Linked DNA regions of Mus musculus: region 2 is linked to region 1. Evidence: chromatin contacts called from public Hi-C data. All regions are on one chromosome and are shown on one strand. Each heading gives the region's core, a stretch centred on a gene start, on an enhancer-like site or on the middle of the called end of the contact. The rest is flanking DNA. Distances are from core to core; before and after follow the strand shown. Region 1 holds the start of Klhl24 (kelch-like 24). Region 2 overlaps Yeats2 (YEATS domain containing 2).

What was found. A called contact is a pair of places that touch in the nucleus more often than the background predicts.
Region 2: a contact with region 1 is called in a Hi-C map of liver, with 1.7 times the contacts expected there. The contact joins the enhancer-like site here to the promoter of Klhl24 in region 1. A contact is called at or near these places in 4 of 484 Hi-C or Micro-C datasets (Sertoli cells, cortical neurons, embryonic stem cells and 1 more), 5 of 115 datasets of contacts at active chromatin or transcription factors (CD8 T cells, the SCID.adh cell line, bone marrow-derived macrophages and 1 more) and 3 of 9 other capture datasets (adipose tissue, liver and pancreatic islet).

What each region holds. Positions count from the first base shown.
Region 1 is chr16:20,093,474-20,101,009 of GRCm38.p6, reverse strand. Klhl24 (kelch-like 24) reads right to left here and starts at 3,456. Exons shown (of 8, transcript NM_029436.3): 1 at 3,339-3,456.
Region 2 is chr16:20,166,088-20,173,623 of GRCm38.p6, reverse strand. It overlaps Yeats2 (YEATS domain containing 2), which reads right to left. Exons shown (of 31, transcript NM_001145930.1): 8 at 2,322-2,433. Among named protein-coding and RNA genes, the nearest start is that of Yeats2, 29 kb to the right of the region's middle. Within about 2 kb of position 4,398, at least 21 of the 459 cell types and tissues checked have an H3K27ac peak or open chromatin away from gene starts, as enhancers often do. A contact at or near this core is called in cortical neurons and liver, where this site is marked.

The DNA of each region.
Region 1 (7,536 bases), core at 2,207-4,706:
CTAAGTAAGTATTCTTTATCAGTAGTTAGTAAGGCCCAAAGCCAATGAGAGTCCTACTACTGTCTGACACTAGGGTAGCAAATGCTAGATCCAAATTCAATTTTAGACACTGTAGGGTTGGCATTTTTACTGACTGAAAAGGCTTTGCTTGACTTATGCTCTTCACTAGACCTGACATGGAAACAATGTCATTTTGTAGCTCCCCCCACCCCCAATACACTCACTGCATTTTTATTTAAAAATGAAAAGCCTAGCAAAACAAGAGAGTGAACATTTGTAACCCCAGCACTCCATAAGCTGAGTCAGGAGGATCATTGTGAATTAGAGACTATTTTAATTTACATAGCAAGTTCCAGGTCAGCCAGGACTACAAAACAAGTCCCTGCTGTGAATGAGAGGGAGAAACGGAATTTTTTTTAAAAGATTTATTTATTACATGTAAGTACACTGTAGCTGTCTTCAGACACTCAGAAGAGGGAGTCAGATCTCGTTATGGATGGTTGTGAGCCACCATGTGGTTGCTGGGATTTGAACTCCAGACCTTCGGAAGAACAGTCGGATGCTCTTACCCACTGAGCCATCTCACCAGCCCGAAACAGAATTTTGACAGTTACTTTTTCTGCTAACAAAATTAGTTTTGGCTTATTACAACCAAACTAGCTATGGTGCCAATAAAATGCTCTGTGACCTGGGATTCTAAATAGCCTTTTAATATACAAAAACACTCGGAAGTCAATGATTTTTAACATAGTATTACACCAATTATTCAGAAATAGTTTTAGAAGCACCAACAAAACCTAATCACTTTGGTTTGAGACCAGGTATATTTCAGTCTGTATATTTCAGGCTTGATGCAAACTATAGTCCCCCATCCCCGTCCTGCAGTTACAGGCATGAACTCCACCCTTAAGAAGGTTTTCATTCTCCTTATTTTCCATTTGGTTTAGAATGTTTTGGATCATCTAAGATCAGTCAACTAAGGAGAACTCAGTGGCTAGCATGTGTGAGAAGGCCCTTGGTTCAGTCCTCAGTATCAAAGGAGAGTGTGCGTGTGGGAGAGGGTGTGCTGGAAGAATGAAAACTCTTGAAGATAATTAGCTATTCTGTTGTTGGACTCCCAAGTCTATGTTGCCCAGGATGGTCTTCAACTCCTAGGTCTACTGAGTATTGCTCTTACTTCAGTCTCCCAAATAACTGGAGCTGCCCACAGGGGATTCACCTTGAGCTTATGGGAGTATTTATAGCATGAAGAACAGAAATGTTAAAAACATCCAGCTGTCTTGTATCATTGTTGTAGTCACAACAGAAATGAAATCTTTTTTTTTTTGCATAAATGCTTGTGAGGACATTTTATTGACATTTTTCATTACAGAGTCCACACTTACATATTTGATAAAAGAGCTGTCCTAAATTTTCCAGGTAAGAGTAAATAAAGTGCATACAAGAATAAATGCTGCAACATATTTGCTAAGTATTTATTTTCCAAAGTCTTGACCTCTGACTCTTAATGAAATGGCAGGAAAACAAGGAAGTTAAAAAGCACACCGGAAAAGCATTAAGGTTTTGGCAATCTGGACGAAAGCCAGGAAAGTTTAAGATATAACTGATAGCTCTCAGAATATTGTTTTCTTCTTCCTGTTTAAAGACTAAGTCACAAGCTTTGTTTAAAGAAACTCAACTTATCAAATGGTAGGTAGTTCTTATTAAAGTATACTGGGTTGCATTTGTATATGTTAAGATCTGAATAACCTTAGTATACGAGTGACTATGTGTCCTGATCAGACAACTTCTTATTCTAACAGGCATCAGTACTTGGATTTTTAATATTAAGAGGGGCTGGAAGGATGGTTTAGCAGTGCTCTTGCAGAGGACCCAGGTTTGGTTTCCAGCACTCACAAGGCAGCTGACAACTTGAACCATCTAGAACTCCAGTTCCAGGAGATCTGACGCCCTCTTCTGGCCTTCGTTGGCACCGAACACAGGTGGGTGGGTACATGCTGGTCAAACACCCACACAGAATAAATCTTTAAAAAGTATATTAAGGCTGCTTTATTAAGTATATTATACCTGCTTTACTGAAGAAACTCAACTTTTCTGAGATAAAATGACAAAACCTAGCTGCACCATAAGTTTAAGAGATTTGGAAAACCACCTTTAATATCCTCCGTCTGGAAATGACTGGGCTTTCGGTTATCTTAATGTACAGTTTTCCAAACACACCTTCAACTCACTTATCAGAAACTTCTCAATTACCTGGGAGATTAATACACGAAATTGTGTGCCCCAAAAAGGGAAAACTAAGAAAGCTCATTCAAAAATCCAAAACCAAAAAACTTTTAGGTGAATAACCTCAAAATATCTTTTTTTTTAAAGGTAAAAGCCACCGTTTATATTTTTAGTGGCAAGGGATACATATTAAATCCTAATAAAGAAAAACAAAACACCAAACCATTATCAACCATCAACCATCTGGTGGTTGTGCCAGGTGTCAGCTGAGAACACTAACAGAAAAAAAAATTGACATGATTAAAATCCGCTAGAGCTGATATTGAAGCTTCTCAAATGTGGCCTTGTGGGTCATCCTTTACTACCTAAGGCTGGACAGAGCAGGCAAGGGCAACTTCGCAGAGCTGCGCGCTGTCCTACGCCAGGAGCTACGGGTTAGCCCCCACCCCCTGGCCTCTGCAGGGCACGCCCCCTTCCTACCCACCGCCCCGCTGCTCCCCTCCCTCGGCGCCCGCGTCCTCCAGGTCACCTTCAGGCGAGGGCGGGACTGCCTGGCACGGGCCACCCACCTACCACCCCCTGCCAATAAAAATTCGGAACTCGCCGGCCCGGCCCGCCTGCAGCGCCCAATCCCGGCCGCCCGAACGATCTTCGCCTCGGGTGCCCAGGGCTTGGGGGCGGGAACATTGGGAACTAAATTAAGAAGCAGAGGGCCCTGAGAAGGAAGCGGGCAGCCGGGTGGGGGCTCCCCCGGGACGGCCCGAGGCCGCGCTCCCGGTAAACAAAGGCTTCGCGGGGGCGGGTAACGGTCAGGTGACCACGCCCCGCATGTTTCGCAACTGTGCTGCTGGCTGCTATGGCCCCAGCACCCCGATCCTTATCCGTGCTAGGCGACAGCACTCACGGTCACCCCACGGAAACTCCAGGTCCGAGGCCGAAACACTCCGGCCGCTTCCACCCTAAGTGTATTGCTGCCGCGGGGCTCGTCCCTGCCCTGTCCCCACGCCCGAGGCCGCATCGGGCTTCTGGCAGCCAGGGACCTCGCCTCCCTCCCGCCGGTGCCGGGGATCAGCGCCGCGGTCGCATGCCGCTTGGAGCGGCCACCCTGGTACCTCTCGGCGCAGGCTGGAAGCGGCACGAGCGGCGACCCCCGTCCCTGCTGCGCCGGCGTCTCCTCGAGCCACCGCCAGTCTCTGCCACTGCTCACAACAAAGGAAACATGTGACCGTCGAGCCAAAACACTTAGCGTCACCCACCCTTGGCCAATGGGGGGGAGGCATCCGCCTTCCCGGAGCATTCTGGGAGACGTAGTTTTTACTGCCGGTGGGCTCTCAGGCCATCTGGGTTCCGCTAGAGGGCGGAAACCCAACCCCGGGCTGCTAATTCCAAACATTTATTTAAGGTAGAATAAGATTAAAGGAATGCATCTTGATCAAGACAGAAGTGGTATGTTGATTGTTTTCAAAGAGCCCTTTACATCCCAAAGCCAAAGCACAAGACCAGGACTTAGCCAACCTTAGAGCTTGGAATAAGGCTTGTTTTAATTACCATGTTCTAACACACTTGGGAAATCAGAGGGCCTGAGAGGTGGAGTGTACTAGAAGCCTGGTCATAATTGCAGAGGACGCTTTCTTTGTAAATCTGTCAAGGTCGCTATCAGAGCCTCAGTTACTTTTTAAATTTAATTTAATTTTTGTCTTAATCAGATGCAGGAGTTGAACAAAAATTGTAACAAACCTTTATTTTCCGAGGCACATGGAATCTTCTTCAAGATGTTTTGTTTCTAGGAGATTCCTTTTCAAGGATGGCCGTCCTCTGCTCTTGAAAATGTTTGGATAGTTCTGGCTTCTGACAAAAGTTACGTACTTCTTCCTTCTGCACTTCATTAAGACAGCCTTGCCTCCGTTAAAATTAGATGTGTTGCCACAAGGTAGAGAGAGAGGAGCAGAGTTGACAGGCAGGCCATTTGATAAGCTTTTAGGTCTCCTTTTCATGTTCTATTAACTTAAAAAAAGCCTACTGAGTACTTCCTGGGGCGCGGGGGTGGGGGGTGGAGTGGGGGGGACCTTTCTTTGACTTTTCTAAGATTTATGGCTAGGCCTGCAGTAAAACTGCTTGCCACTCTGGCTTGACCAGTTGGTGCTATCAGCTTAGAGAGTCCTTTCTTTGGTTTTCTCTTGTCAAAGCAAGAAGATTTATTTTCATATTCTCTCCTTCCTTCCCTCGTCCTTTTCCCCTCCTCCCCTCTTTTCCTCCTCCTTCCTTCTCTTCCCCTCTCTTCTCCACAAATTGATTTAAACAAGATACATAACTTGAAGGAAAACTATCTAGAATTCTTTTTAAATTGTCTATTATTATTATTATTATTATTATTATTATTATTATTAATTCTTTGTGTGTGTCTGTATTGGCTATCTGAGTGCTGGTAAAGATCAGAGTCATTGGGTCCCCCTGGAGCTGCAGGTGCTGGGAGCTGAAATCCAGATAGAGCAATAAGTGCTCTTAGCCATTAAGTCATTTCTTCAGCTCTATTTATTTAAAAATTTAAAATTTAAATATGTTTTGTCTGCGTCTGTGTACCATGTGCCTGCATGCAATGCCCATGGAGGCCAGAAGAAGGCACCAGATTCCCCAGCACTGGAGTTGGTTTCAGAGAGTGTGAGCTACCATGTAGGGATGCTGGAATTCTAGGCTTCATCCTCTCTCATAAAGCAGTCAGTGTTTTTAACAATGGGGTCATTGCTCCAGATCCTTTATTTAGGTTGCAAAACAGCGTCTTAATGTTTCTGAGGCTGACCTCTAATTCATTAGTGATAGAATTTTTATTTTATTTTATTTTATTTTATTTTTTATTTTTTGGAGGGAGATTTGAGAGAGAGAGAGAGAGGGAGAGAGAGAGAGAGAGAGATATGTTTGAACTTATTCGTTTTTCAGGCAAGCATTTTATTAATGCTTCAGCAAGCAGTACAGTAGGGCCCAAAGTGAGAAACTTAGTTTCACTCAAAGTAAAAAGCAAGGTGTCTATTCTTTTTTTTTTTTTAACAAATATTCTTTTTTTGTTTGTTTTTGTTTTTAAAGATTTACTTATTTATTGTATGCTTTAAATACACTGTAGCTGTCTTCAGACACTCCAGAAGAGGGTGCCAGATCTTGTTACGGATGGTTGTGAGCCACCATGTGGTTGCTGGGATTTGAACTCAGGTCCTTCAGAAGAGCAGTCAGTGCTCTTAACCGCTGAGCCATCTCTCCAGCCCCCGTCTATTCTTAAAGATTTCTGAGCGAAGGAGCATATTACATTGTAAGGAAGCTGGCTTAGTTGATATGTGGTCTATGCTCTACGAACAAGACAGAAGAATAGGGCTTATGTGACTTGGATCATATAAGGTCATGAGGTCACCCTTTCTATGGGAAGGGAGGTATGGTGTGATGGTTTGTATATGCTTGTCCTTAGGAGGCGTGGCCTTGTTGGGGTAGGTGTGTCACTGTGGGTGTGGGCTTAAGACCCTCATCTTAGCTTCCTGGAAGTCAGTATTCTGCTAGCAGCCTTCACATGAAGATGTGGAACTCTCAGCTCCTCCTGCACTTTGAGTACTAGGATTATGAGTCTATGCCCAGCCTGTGCACTGCTACGATGGAACCCTGGTTAATTGTTTTGTGCTGTTTGAGCTTACTAAGAAGCTGGCATTGGAAGTGGTGTTCCTTCCCTCCCAACTCAGACCCAGGCATGGTTGTCTAAAGTGTCTTCCAGGGTCCCTTGTCTGAGATGATGTTCCGAGGGAGGGAAGAGAACAGTGAAACAGCCCAAAAATAAACCATAAAAGTCACGGTTTCCTTGAAAACAGCTAGAAAGTGAGCCACCTCCAAGAGAGGTTACAGTGGGAAAAGGAAGTTGGAAGTTCAGCCATAGCAAGCTCATTCAGTGGAGACAAAGCTCAGGTTGGAACTCCAGCTGACTGCCTCGACTTCCCCAGTTGGTTTCTTCTGGATTTGTGACTTCCCATTTTGATGATACTATCTCTATATGCTTTTTTTCATCATTATTTTTTAAAAAGGTTTATTTGTTTGTGATACACACACACATATATATGTATGTATTTTGTCCACGTGTATGTCTGCACATACATACATCTGAGAAGAGGGCATCAGGTCCCATGGGACTACAGTTATAGACAGTTGTGAGCTGCCACACTTTAGCTGAGAACTTGCTTACAGTTTTAGAGGGTTGATTCATGATCACCATGGCAGGGAACATGGTGGCATGGCAAGAAAGGCATGGTGCTGGAAAAGTAGCTAAGATTAGTTCATATCTGATTTTCAAGTTGCGGGCAGAGAGAGGGTGTGTGTGGAGACTGAGTAACTGCCTGGCTGGCCCTGGCATGGCTTTTGAAACCCCAAGCCCTTATTTCCTCCAACAAGGCCACACCTCCTAATCCTTTCCAAAGAGTTCCACTAACTGGGAACCAGACATTCAAATGTATGCATCTATAGGAGCCATTCTCATTCAAACTACCATAGAGTCTGTATAGAGTTCATGTTCCTGGCCCCAGTTTCTTGCTCTAGTGACCTGTAGAGGCATGTATGAACCTCAGCTTGATCTGTTATTCCTGGCACTCTTCTTCTTGAAGATGCCAACAGGTCCTAAGAATTTATCTTGCCCACTTGTGGTCCTTGGATTGCTTAGTAGACAGACATTCCATGAATCCTGCAGAGTCCATGAAGGAGAGGGGCTAAACATACCCAAGAGTAACCTCCATTTTTGTTCTTGAAAAATCTCACCGACTTTCTTCAGACATAAAGCTTGGGCAACAACCGCCAGACCCAGAGTTCTCATTTTGTCATCTCAGCGGATGCTGTGCTCCCCAGAGGTTCTGTGTAGGCACCCACTCTAAGTAACACAACCTCCCTGAAGCTCTATTAGAGATCTCAGAAAGTTTCCACAGCGGATAGCCCAGAGGTCACCCTATGCTGGGTTGCTTTTGCTACTTCATTACATAAGCTTAGCCCTTTGACGGTTGTGTCCTCCAACTCTGTTTGCAGTGGTGCTTTATAGTCAGAGGATTGGTCCGAATGCTAGCTTTGCATCCTAGTAGCCTCATGCTTGAGTACGCTAACCTTTCTCAGCCTGTTTTCTCATCTTCAAAATGAGGATAATTCTGGGAGTGGCAGTTCCCACTTGTAATCTCAGTTCTGAGGACCTTGAGGTAGGAATATCAGTAGTTTGAGGCCAGCCTACGTTACATAGCACAAACCTAACCAAACCAAAAAGCTATTTAAAGTACAAAAATATAAAAACATTTAAAATATAAAAAT
Region 2 (7,536 bases), core at 3,149-5,648, 72 kb before region 1:
ACAGAGAGACAGCGGCACGGGTGGCTGTGTGGCTATTCTGGCAGTTCAAGCCCACGCACTGACAGAGAGCATGGCTGGGGCACTGGAGGGAGGAAATCAGGGCCTGTATGGTGACGGCCTCTTCTTGTATCTTCCTGAGGATGGGGGCAGCGTCCCAGCACAAGCCTGTAGCTGGGCTCACTAGATTCCAGGGCGGGAGGCAGGGACGTGGGAGAGGGACATAATGTATGGCCACCAATACCTGCTTTAAAGTGGGTACTTCTCCAGTCTGCCAGCTAGAGTTTTAGTGTTAGTAGGGTGCCTTTGGGCATCTGCGGTAGGGGATGGATGCTGCAGGTTCTGTGGCTTGAGCAGCAAGTATCCTGAGATCTAGAGTTTTACTATTTAAGCTCTTAGCCAAGATGACAGCTGCTCAAAAGACAAGAGCAAAACTGTAGGTTCTATCCATGCCTCTGTTTATCCTCTAAAGATAGGAATAAGTACTTCTATAATCTGTCTCCATGGACACCAACGCAGACACATAGTTAAAAACAGTCAATCTTTTTTTTTAAAGTGTACCTTACTATAATTTTAAAATACTGTTCTTCAAGACTAGGTGTGGTGGTGCAAATCTTTAATGCCAGTAGTAGGCAGCGATAGACAGATCTCTGAGTTATAGGCCAGTTTGATCTACATGTGAGAACCCATCTCAAACATGAACATACAAAACCAAAAAAAAAAAAACTGTGTCTCAAATACTCTTCCACTGAGAACCAGAAGAAAAGGTAACAGGTAGGAACTATGTAAAAGTGCCCCTTGGCTGATGATCTGGGGCTGGGGCTACTGCCAGATAAAACGTACACGCAGCGAGGGAAGAAAAGCAGGACTGGGGCTGCAGAACCGGCTCACTGATTAAGAGTACTGAGCTCCTGTAGAGTCTTGGGTTCTGTTCCCCACACCCGCATGGCGGCTTGCGGCTCTCTGTAACTCCAGTTTTAGGAGATCTGATACCCTCTTCTGGTCTCTGTGAATAAGCATGCTGTGCACATACATGCATGCAGGCAAAACACTCACACGTAAAAAATAAAAATACATTATGTTTTTAAAAACCAAAGTATCTGCCCATCTCATCAAGGCCCCCCTCAGCTCTTTAAAGCTGCTTTCCGCTCCTCTCTAATCTCATGAAAATATAAGCAGGAGAAACAAACAGTGCTTGCTGTCTATCATCAACAGAAGGAAAAGCCCAACATCTCAGCACTGAAATAGGTACATTTGTACAAGAAAGGTAATGAAGACAAAAACTCTTTAGATACATTCAACCTTATTTAGTTCAAATTTTGGGAGCTTGAATGATAACCACAAAAGAAGGGTGACTTGGGGAAAGCACACTATTAGAATTAAGCTGCATATAAATAATACAACCTATTACCTCTACTACAAAGAATCCAAGAAGAACTTTGAGAATGATGGTCTTCCAATGATATTTACATGTATTTATTATGTAATTGCAAAAAATATTTAAAAACAAATATAAAACACAAAGAAAACAAAAAAGAGCAGAAAAACTAACCACAATATTATCGTTTCAATTAATCCAACATTTTGTGGATCTTGTTTTCATATGTGGTACTGAGGATTTCTTGCACACGCTCTACCACTCCTATGCTACACCAGAACTCTAAAACCTGATTTCTTTTTATTAGTGCTGGGGATGGGGTCTAGTGCCTTACTCATTGAACATAGATGTGTACATGCTCGAGACTCTTCTGCACGCAGTGCTAATGCTCTGCCTTCATGTACTACAGCAACAGTTACATATGCTCTAGCTAGAGTTGTATAGAAAGTACTTAATAGATATGAATTATAACGGCCCTATAATAAACTACAAGGGCAGTAGAACCAATGAAGGATCTCGGTTTCAACTATTCCAAGCTTATGTATTGTTGCATTGTTGGCCAAACATGTTCACTTACCTTAATCTTCATGTGTGCATTTTGTGAGATGCTGGTAGGGACTGAAAAACACAAAGTATTTGCCTCATATACTAAAAAATTAATTAAATTAAAAGAGAAAGGCTGGAGTAACAGGGTCTCGAGCAACATATCAATGGTGTGTTTGATAAAGAATTGAATCTTTTCTTTACTTGGGAGTTAGTTCACCTTTTTAAAGCATGCAGTGTCAAGCAGCTGCCTCCCCAGCTCTGAGGAGAGGGCAGCTGCAGCAGTCAGCATCGGATACTAAAGGATTCCCCTGCTTGCACCATCGAAGCCATGACCGTCGGGTGAAAGCAGGTAACGCAGACAGACACCGTGTTTCTCAGGAACAACGCTCTGCTACAGTACCTTCAGGTTGTGTATGATATCTATCCGCTTGTTCTGGCTGTCCTTAAAGTGAACTTGCACTCTGACAGGAAACTCACCCCAGCCTCTTCTAGTCAGATGAAAGGGGGGCTCTCTAGGGAAAAGCAGAAATTTTACAAATTTACCTATGTTTATACTTTCATTCTAAAAAAGTTTTCATAAGAGACAAAAGAGAAATTCATGTCTTCCCAATAAACAATTAGGTTTCTTCATGAGAAATCAGCATGTTAAGTTACACACACACACACAATGCTAATAAAACTAACTCAAGTCTACATAAAACTTTTTATTACTAAATGGTTATGGATAAGAGGTGCAAACTGTATAATCCAAAGTCATTTCTTAAATGGAACCAGTGTGAAAATGTGACACCACAGTGTAGAAGCCGACTGACAGCTGACAGGATGCAAGATGTATATCTCAGACCAAAATAAATCATAATCATGTTCATCTAAAAGCGGTAATTAAGTTGGTGTTATCTGCTAGAAGGACTTCATAAAAAGAAAGCAAGCTGTTCACAATATGATCTTCCCTACATAGGGGCTGAATCTTAAGAGTGAAGAGTGTGTATTTGAATGCTAACGGACTACAGACTATTCAGTCACAATATGAAATGAATGAATGACAGGCAAAGTGTTACCAATTGATTTGGCACATGGAGGTTCATTACACTCTTTGTTTTTGTGTACATGTGAAATTTTCCATAATAAAAAAATTTAGAAATGTACTTGAGATCTTGAAGTATTCAGACTATATACTATATACTATATAACAGGTTTGCAAATTGAAAACACCTATAAATCCTTGAGTCAGAATTACTGTAATTAGACGCTGAGATTGGGAGAGAAGGCACTCTGTGACATAAGCTTTTGGAAAACTAAGACATGAATTCAGTTAGGTCAGAGTCAACACAACCAAAGACAAGCCTAACAGATGAGAACTAACAAGCAGAGATCCTCAAACAAGCGTCTCAGACAGAAGTCCTGAATTCAAGAGCAGCCTGGAAAGCAGAGAAAATAACCTTACTAATTACAGCAAGATGAGTTCTCTACATCTGAGCCAGAGTCACTCTCCACTTTGTAGCAAGCTAGTATGTAACTGTTCCATGTGCCAGACTACAACAAAACTAGCCACCCCCCAGGTTCCTTGTGTTTGCCAGAACAGCAGAATCTCTAAGGGCAAAGATGGAGTACATATAGAAAATTTTCTGTGTCTGGTTTTGTGTCTGCCTTACACTTGTTCTCTCTACCTCCTCAGTTTTAACACTAGGGGCCCTACAGGCTTACATCCATTCTGTTGAAACTTATCAGTGACCGCCAGCAGTGGCCAACCAGTCTTCAGTTGCTATAGTGACTCCAGATGCACTACTTACTGAAGGTTTCAGCTGGGCATGGCTCATGTAAATGAAGCAGTGGGGAGGCCACAGCAGAGGAGCCAGCTATCTGCTGCATGAAAGCTGTGGATTTGGAATCACAAAGAATAAACAGATCATTCTTCTATATGGAAGAGTTTCAAAGAACTAAAAAGCTTTTCCAAGTTCTTCCTAGGATGAACACTTCTGATTTCCATGGTGACGGTGGCAAACATTCAGAGTATTTCGTTAAAAACAAATACTGTTCTAAACCTTTTGGATCTACTAACTTGGCCAGTGTTCACAACTTCATGAAGCACCATCCTGAGGCACAGTTCAACTGCATAACAAACCTGCAAGGCCACACTTAAGTAAGCAAGCAAGCAAGCAAGCAGGAAACCACAATTCAAACTCAAGACCTAGACTACAGAGGCCATGCTCTCACCACCATGCTAGTTCAAGTGCCCATGGTGGCAGATCTCCTTACTACACAGCCCTCCTCTGGATGCACAACAGTATGGTAAGCTGCTGTCAGACTGCTGTCACACTAGCCCACTTTAGTCTCACATGCACGAGGTTAGGGATAGTCTAACATCAAACTCCCCAAATGAAAGGACCAGGCATTCATTTCTGTAATCTCCACAAAAAGCCTGGAGTCCAACACACACTCAGTGACTAGCTTAACAAAGTTCACTCTCACAGCTCTTAGAAAGTGGGACAAAGGTAGTCATGACAAGTGAGCCAAGTAAGAAAACTACGGCTTCTACAGAAGAAGAGATTCTTCTCCATCCGGTAATGGGATAAGATCTGCTGACCATGACATTTGGGTTCTGACTTAAAAAAAATTTAACTGGAATTCCCCAGCAGCTGTATCAAATTACATCAAATTAATATACATACAATTAATTCTGACACCAGGTACAAGCAAACTCTGGAGTCCCATAGAGAAGATTCTAAGTTATAACTAAAGCCAAGACACAGGCTAACTTTACTACCCTACTTTACACACTCCCAAATCTGGGATGTTAAGTCTCATATTTTAAGAGGAATACAGCTAAACTGGAGTGTGTCAGGGACTATAATACACTTACATACATGACATCTGAAGTAAAGACAATGGAAAAGACTCAAAAGCCTCTTTCAAATCCTTGAAATCTACTAGGGAAGGAGCATTATGACTGTCGGCACCAAGGCACAGATGGATTCGCTTCCAGCAGTGAGAAGCGCACACCTGCAATGCCAGCATGTGGGAGGCCGGGACAAGAGGACTGTTCCACCTGAGAGGCCAAGTCGGTCAAAGTAAAGGTCCTGTCTCAACCCCTAATCCCTGAAAAAAGAACTCACAGAAATTTAGGCCTCTGCTTAGTATAATTTAAAACTTCCCAGCAAGCAGAGTTACTATGGAATTGACCACCTAAGTAACTCATTCTGCATCAAACAAGAAATGTTGGATCTTGGGCGATGCTACTATTAGTAAGAGATCACAAACATCTAGAAGTACAAAGCAAAGACTGGGTATGGAGGCACTTCCTTAATCTGAGGCAGAGGTCAAGGGACAAAGGGACAAAGGCAGAGGCAGAATTCTAGGCCAGTTATGGCTATGCAGTGAGTCTATATCTCAAAAGAGAAAAGACTTAGAAACCTAAAATTAGGGCTCAAATGGGGCTCTGTGGGTAGAGTGAGTGCTTTTCAGCATACATGAAACTCTAGTCTTGATGACATGCCCCCCAAATACACGCATGCACACGCATGCACGCACGCACGCACGGCCTGTCATATCAGCAGTTGGGAGAGAGAAGCAAGAGGATCATAAGACCCTATCTTAAAAACTAGAGCCGGTCGTGGTGGCGCACGCCTTTAATCCCAGCACTTGGGAGGCAGAGGCAGGCGGATTTCTGAGTTCGAGGCCAGCCTGGTCTACAAAGTGAGGTCCAAGACAGCCAGGGCTATACAGAGAAACCCTGTCTCAAAAAAAAAAAAAAAAAAAAAAGGAAAAAACTAGAAAAGGAGGAAAGAAAGCTCAAAGTTTAATATGGGAGATACATGTAAATTATTAAGTATATTTAAAAACTTGCCTAAAAAGCTGGGCAGTGGTGGCGCACACCTTTAATCCCAGCACTTGGGAGGCAGAGGCAGGCAGATTTCTGAGTTCGAGGCCAGCCTGGTCTACACAGTGAGTTCCAGGACAGCCAGGACTACACAGAGAAACCCTGTCTCAAAAAACAAAACAAAACAAACAAAAAACAGAAAACAAACAAACAAACAAACAAAAAAAACTTGCCTAGAAACGGAGCAAGTGATCTCTCCAGCAATTTCATTTTTGAGACAGGGTCTCACTATGTATTTCTGGCTGTTCTAGAATTCACTATGCATGCCAGGCTGGCCTTGAACACAACCTGCCTCTGCATCTGAGTGCTGGGATTCAAGATGTGCACCACCACGTCTGGCAGTTCTCTGCAATGGTAAGCAGAAGAAACAAACAGTTAAGAAAACTATAATCTAAGCTTGACACTTGGACCCACATGGAATGCCAAGTTTACTATGTATCTGTGTATGTGTGTACGTGTGTATGTGTGTATCACATGTCAACCTCTGGTGTATTCCTCAGGAGCCATTCAATATTTTTAAATGCTTTTTAAAAATTTATATATATGCATGCGTGTGGAAGAAAAATTTCAAAATGTAAAGAAGGGGATACCTATAAAGATACAAGAAGCTTATAGAACACTTAATAGATTGGACCAGAAAAGAAAGTCCCCTTCCCACATAATAGTGAAGACAATAAACACACAGAACAAAGAAAGAACATTACAGGGGAAGGAGTAAGTAAGAGGCAGAGCTGTCAGAATCACACCCAACTTCCCAGCACACACTCTAAAAGCCAGGCGGGCCTTGACTGTAAAACTCTAAGAGACTACAGATACCCAGGAAAAATGTTTAATCATCCTAGATGGGGGAAAGATATTTCATGATAAAGTCAAATTCCATAGGCAGTATCTATCTATAGATCCAGCCCTGGAAAAAGTACTAGAAGGAAAATTCTAACCCATGAAAACACGGGAAATAATCTCATGTCAACAACACCAGAAAAAGAAAACCACAGAGTTCTCCCCCCACAACCCCCCCCCCCCTGCATGCAACCTGCCTACCCACAGTCTCACACACATACTAACAAAAACAAAATAACAGGAATTAGCAATCTTTGGTCACTGATATCTCTCAATATCAACGGACTCCATTCCCCAGTACAAAGACACAGACTAACAGAATGGATGCAGAAACATGATCAATCCTTCTGCTGCATGCAAGAAACACACCTCAACATCAAAGATAGGCAAAGGGTTGGAAAAAGATTTTCCAAGCAAATGGACCTAAGAAATAAGCTGGTGTAGCCATTCCAATATCTAACAAAATAGACTTCAAAGTAAAATTGATCAAAAGAGATTGGAAGAACACTTAGTACTCATCAAAGGAAAAATCTACCAAGATGATGTTTTAATTCTTAATATCTGTGTCTCAAACAGAAGGGCACCCATGTGTACAAAAGAAACACTATGAAAGCTTAAATTATACATAGATCCTCACACTTTTATAGTGGGAGACTTTTGGTATCATACTCACCATCGAGAGGTCATCCAGCCAAAACTTTAACAGAAACAATGGAGTTAACAGACGTTTTAAACCAAATGGACAACAGACATTTACAGAATATTTCACATTTCACCCAAAATCAAAAAATATACCTTCTTCTCAGCATCTCATGAAATTTTCTCTAAAACTGACCGCAAAGCAAGCCTCAACAGATAAAAGAAAACTGAAATAACCTTGTGTCTTATCAGACCACCA